Linked DNA regions of Mus musculus: region 2 is linked to region 1. The links are chromatin contacts, called in public HiChIP or PLAC-seq maps. All regions are on one chromosome and are shown on one strand. The core of a region is the stretch at or near the end of the contact, and the rest is flanking DNA. Distances in the headings are between cores, read along the strand shown. Region 1 holds the start of Ephb3 (Eph receptor B3). Region 2 overlaps Gm16863 (predicted gene, 16863).

Region 1 (2,918 bases), core at 244-2,743:
GGTTCTGAACACATGCTAAGGTGCTCCTTAGTTCTTTAATAAAGCAGAGTGTCTGTAACTACACTGTCCTGGGTTCAGCTCCTGTAACTTGGGGCAAGCTGCCAAGCCTTTGTACACGCCAGTTTGTCTATGTATTTTCTTTTACTTTCTTTCTTCAGTTTTGTCTGTAAAATGAGGCTATAATAACACCTACCCTGAATAAGTGTGAGGTATTGTTTCAGGGTGTTTATTACACCTTGTAAATGTTCTAAAAGTGAACCGGCAGAAGTCCATCACAGTAACCTAGAGGCTCTCTTTGATGTTTCCGACCCCGGCACCTCTCTCATTCACCTAGGCACAAATACACTTCAAACTTAACTTGTTGGCTCTTCCTTCTAGTCATGGTCTAAGCCACCACCCTCCCTTCCACTACATGGCCCCTTCACTAGCCCCCAGGATTCCACCACTGTCTCTGCCTGTCATCCTCCCAGGACAGACATGCCAATCTGATAATGTAATGTCCCCCTGTTTCAAGAGAAAGGCTACATTGTGAGTCCAAAATCGTATCCTCCGGGCCCCTCCTCATCTACTTCTCCTCAGCCGGTTCACCCTCTCTCCGCTCTAACTCTGCACTCAAGCGATTCTGAACTTTATTCTGAACATTTTTTTTCTTCGATTCTAGGTCTTAACACAAAAGTGTATGTTCTCTGCCCGGAGCACTGCCTCCCATCCTCAATACACTATTACTCATCCATCTTGTATACTGTCACTTAGATCCCGTTTCCTTAGACCTAACATTGTGCTTCGAAAAGGTAGGTTCTTTCCCGGCAGGAATGCTTGTTAGCCCCGCTGTGAGTTTTAAACCCACCTCCACCAGTTAACACATGGCTCCGGGATAATAAACGCTTCTCTGCTCTAGCCACTTTGAAACATTGTGGGTGCCCAAAAAATATTTTCTAATAAATTATCACAATCGAATAGACGAATAAATAAACCCTTGAGCGTCCCTTGAAGCGGGCTCTGCCGGGGTGGGTAATTCCCACGCCCCACATTCCTTTCCCTACTCGCTAAGGCCTGTCCTGGGTCTGGATGTGCTTGGAAGAAAAAAAGCCTCTTGACAGAATCCCATGGGTCTGCTAACCACAGGGGGGCGCCCCCAGCTCGTTCTATCTGGTTATCACCGTCTAGGACTGGAGCTGGTTACTAATCGCCAATAGGAGAGAGGGGCGGGGTTACCCGATTGACTGACAGTGTGGCTCCGCCCAGTCTAATTCATCTTTTCAATGGCTCCTCCTGCTGCAAGCCCCAGGACGCCGAGGGTGGGCTCGGTGGAAGAGCGGCCAACTGAACTCCAGCAGAGTGCTCTCGCAGCAGAACCAGCTGGCTGGGCGGTCTGTGAGTGGGCGGCCGGCCTCTGGGGGCGTGGCCTGAGTGTTGACGGGCAGGCAGGTAGCCCTGCCCCTCTCGCCCAGAGCGGCCGCTCCACCGCGAGGACCAGCAGAAGTGAGTACGTGAGCGGCGCAGCCAGATACCGGCTCCTACCCCGGACGGCGAGCGCACAAGGATCCCGGGATCTGAGCTCGGCCTCAGTGGACTGTGCCCCGAGAACCTGCGACCACCTGCGCCCTCCGCTTCCCGAGTCATTGGGCATCAAGCCACCCAGCGCCCCGGATCCTCCTGGACCGGTCCGTCCAGATTCCCGCGGGAACGACCTGCCGGCATCTACCCGGAGTCCCGGGTTGGGCGACACCTCGGTTACAGAGCAGCCCGTCTGCTTTGCTCCCCCTCCCTGACGGGATCTCTTGGACTGTGCGCGAGCCTTCTTCCTCGGGCGTCCCCAGCCCCGCCGGCGCGGCCCGGCTCGGCCCCCCAACCGAGCGCCCCGGGCTATGGCCGGAGCCCGCCCGCCGCCGGGGCTTCTGCCGCTGCTCGCTCCGCTGCTGCTGCCGCTGCTGCTTCCCGCCGGCTGCTGGGCGCTGGAAGGTGAGCGGCGTCGGGGTCCCGCGCGCTACCGGGGAGCCCCGCAGTGTGGGGCCGTGGGCTGAGCACACGTCCAAGGAGACTCTAGGCTCGAGCCGGCTCCGCAGCCCTCTTTGGGGAAACTGCTAGCATCAGGACTCAGCACCGACTCCCGAAAGCAGCAGTTCGGCCGTGGGTTGTTTTTTGTTTTTCGGGTTTTTTTTTTTTTCTTCTTTCCATTTGGAAGGGATAGCCTACAGTCAAAGCAGAGGAACGAGACCCTCGGGGGTTCGCACCTCTGGAAGGCGAGGAAATGTGGGCGACTCAGCATCAAGGCGGGGGGGCTGCGGGACTGGGCGCTTGGGCGGGTGAAGCGAAGCTCCTCGGGTTGGGGGCTGCACTGGTTGGGAACCCGTTGTAGTTAACAGTAAGCGTGATTGTGTGCACCCCGCTTTGTCAGGGGATGGCTGCGGGGGTGGAGAGGCAGGGGGGCCTGTCATTGTTTATGGTTTTTCAAGTGCCAGCAACACAAGAGGTGTGTGTGTGTCTGTTGTAAACCTTCTCGGACCCACCCCACCCCCACCTCCAGCAGGACCTTTGGAGGGCTTAGGTTTCCATTGAACCCTCACCAACAGGGATTTACCCGGGGAGCACCTGAGCCGAGTGGCTACTAGTCATCAGCGGCGGGAAAAGGTCAGCCTTGTCTGTGGGCTCAGTGAAACCTACTAAGACTGCTACTGGGAAGAAATTGAACTTGGACAAACAAACAGCCCGAGTGTGGCTGGCCCAGACAAGAGAGCTCACACTTACGCCACTTGACATGAACCCACAGGGAACACCGGCACAGGTCACTAACACAGTCTAGAGGCACATACAGTCCCCTGGTGTTACAAAAATTGTAAACCTATTCAGTCAGGGGTGAAACTCAATGTTGAGGGAGGGCAGCAAAGAATTTGAGGGAAAATTGCAATGCAGGCAGT
Region 2 (2,918 bases), core at 178-2,677, 70 kb after region 1:
TGGCATACTGACAGCTGGGAGGGTATTTACCTCACACTCACAAGGCCCTGATTTTGACCCCCAACACTGCATACACCAGGTATGGTGGCACGTGCCTGTGCTCCTAGGACATCCACAGTGGAGGCAGAAGGATGGGCAGCTTCAGGCCATTCATCTTGAGACCCTACCTCAGAAAAGCACGACAAAGTCAAATGGTGAGCAGGCATTATTGTGCCTGGCACTAGGCTCCATTTGTAGGAAGGAGGCTACAAGGTCTGCTGTTGATGTGTTTCTTCATGTCTGTGGTATTCCCCTATCTTTTCTGATAGTGTCAAATTATGTTGAAAGAGAGTTCTACATAAGTACCTTTAAGAAAAACGAATGCTTGCCAGGCCAGGTAGGCACCTATAACCTCAGTACTCAAGAGGTAGAGGCCAGAAAATCAGGAGTTCAATGTCATTTTCATCTATGTAAGGGTTCTAGGGCAGCCTGGCCCATGTGAAACTGAAACTGTTGGGGGCACCTAAATGATACTGTCGAGGAGTGGGGGGAGGCCTACATGAAACTGTTGGGGGGGTACCTATATAACTAAGTATTCTTTTAGAAAAACAAGAACTCTCCCAGATGTGACTTGAGAAATCTGGGATAAGCAGAAAGATCATTGCTTTATCAAGACAGATGTCCTTCAGAACTTCAGCCTTAAATGAGTAAAATGGGTGCCTCCCTCAAAAGCTTAACCCTGCAGGATCCAGGGTTGCCCCAAGGGTAGCCACAGTAGCCACCAGGAGGCCTAGGACAGGGACCTGAAGGTAGAACACACAGAGGGAGACCCACACTTTTGAAGCCCAGTGGCTATTGGCTGCAGAAGAGCTTCCTAATAGGAAACTCTAGCCTCGGCGGAGAGAGGAGCATTGGTGGCCCTGCCCTCTACAAGGACAGAGGTCCTATAGAATATAGATCTAAAAGCTAAGCTCACTAACCCAGCTCATTGTCATATCTCCCAACACAGAGAGCCCATTAGAAGGTCCTGCTGTGTGGCCTAGGTGCCCCTTACTTCATGCCTGGCCCACTCAACTGTTTAGGAGATTAAAACACACACACACACACACACACACACACACACACACTCCTGAGTCTGAAATGCCACACAACACTCAGACAAAGACCCCTTTCTGTGGTGTTCCACCCCCTCCCACACCTCTCTCCTCTCCCCACCCCCACCCCCTTCCTTACTGCAGGCTAAATTGGCAGTGGGAAGGTTTTGAGTCAACAAATGCAGTAGGGTGGGGAAGGGAGCCCTGAAGGGGATTCCTGTCTGGGAAACATTTGCTGACAGCAGTTACTATGACCAGGAGGGCCCCGCAGCAGCCAGGCACACAGCCCCTGCCTGCCCCCTGCCTCTCCTAATTGCAACGCTCCCCCAGCCAGCTCCTATTCTGTCATTTGCACACTAAACAAGCTGTGGACACCTGCCATGTGTCCAGCACCTGCCTGCCCTTGCTCTGTTTACTCTCTCAATCCATCCTCACAAGGGCCTAAGTTAGCATCTCCATTCCTTATAACAAAAGAGAAAGCTGAAAGCCATCCACTAAAGTGACTCTCCCAAAGTCGCACGGCTAAAAGGCAAAGCTGGAATTTGAGCTGTGGCACACATTGTCCTGATGACTCCAGCAGCAGAGCTCCTGAAGCAGAGCCCCAGGCCAGCCTGGGCTTGAGACCCTGTCTCAAAAATGATAGAAATCGATCAACCAACCCCTTAAAAGTCCAGATGGCTGCGTGTGTAGATTCTGTCCGGTGATGGGACACCAGGACAGCTGATGAGTGTCACAAAAGCACAGACTGCACCACTGTAGAGATACAATCAGAGCATCTAAAAGATTTATTTGTTTTTAGTTTAGGAGTATGAATGTTTTGCTTGCATGTATGTCTGTACACCATGTTCATGTCTGGTGACCAAGGGGACATAAGATCTCCTGAACTGGAGTTACATACAGTTGGAAGCCATGAGCCGTCAGTACCCTTCAAGGAGGAACCACCTCTCCAGCTCCATAAGCAATTAAAACAAAACCCAAACAGACAGAAACCTTGAACCTAGTGCTTCACAGCCAGTGTTCTTCATACACCTGTGCCACTACTATCAGGCCTTTGAAAGGAGGCAAAGTTTCAAAGTGGTGAAGGTTCAAGAAGAGAGTGCTTCTCCAGTTGGAAGCATCTGTGTCTGGATTCTATATCCCAGACAGTGGACATTCACTGAGTGCCTCCTGTGTGTCAGGCTCCATGTGAGGACATTTGCTGAATGCCTACTGTATGTCAGGCTCCATGTGAGGGCATTTGCTGAATGCCTACTGTGTGTCAGGCTCCATGTGAGGACATTTGCTGAGTGCCTCCTGTGTGTCAGGCTCCATGGGAGGACATTTGCTGAATGCCTACTGTGTGTCAGGTTCCATGTGAGAACATTTGCTGAATGCCTACTATGTGTCAGGCTCCATGTGAGGCGCACTGGATACAAAGATCTCTCTTTAGTTGATGTACTGGCTAGTTTTGTGTCAACTTGGCACAGCTGGAGTTATCACAGAGAAAGGAGCTTCAGTTGAGGAAATGCCTCCATGAGATCCAACTGTAAGGCATTTTCTCAATTAGTGATCAAGGGGGAAAGGCCCCTTGTGGGTGGGACCATCTCTGGGCTGGTAGTCTTGGGTTCTATAAGAGAGCAGGCTGAGCAAGCCAGGAGAAGCAAGCCAGTAAAGAACATCCCTCCGTGGCCTCTGCACCAGCTCCTACTTCCTGACCTGCCTGAGTTCCAGTCCTGCATCCTTGGGTGATCAACAGCAGTATGGAAATGTAAGCCGAATAAACCCTTTCCTCCCCAACTTGCTTCTTGGTCATAATGCTTTGTCCAGGAATAGAAACCCTGACTAAGACAGTTGAGATTTAAATTA

What was found. HiChIP or PLAC-seq counts read pairs in DNA pulled down with a chosen protein or histone mark.
Region 2: an H3K4me3 HiChIP or PLAC-seq map of embryonic limb bud shows a contact between it and region 1, with 3 times the contacts expected there. The contact joins the enhancer-like site here to the promoter of Ephb3 in region 1. A contact is called at or near these places in 1 of 39 promoter capture datasets (embryonic stem cells), 13 of 484 Hi-C or Micro-C datasets (8-cell embryo, cerebral cortex, embryonic heart and 10 more), 18 of 115 datasets of contacts at active chromatin or transcription factors (the NIH/3T3 cell line, craniofacial prominence, embryonic hindbrain and 9 more) and 2 of 9 other capture datasets (adipose tissue and pancreatic islet).

The regions. Positions count from the first base shown.
Region 1 is chr16:21,203,302-21,206,219 of GRCm38.p6, forward strand. Ephb3 (Eph receptor B3) reads left to right here and starts at 1,494. Exons shown (of 16, transcript NM_010143.1): 1 at 1,494-1,962. The coding sequence starts at 1,869.
Region 2 is chr16:21,273,009-21,275,926 of GRCm38.p6, forward strand. The region is part of intron 3 of Gm16863 (predicted gene, 16863); the gene reads right to left. Among named protein-coding and RNA genes, the nearest start is that of Mir7680, 18 kb to the left of the region's middle. Within about 2 kb of position 1,428, at least 43 of the 459 cell types and tissues checked have an H3K27ac peak or open chromatin away from gene starts, as enhancers often do. A contact at or near this core is called in cerebral cortex, craniofacial prominence, embryonic limb bud and 2 more, where this site is marked.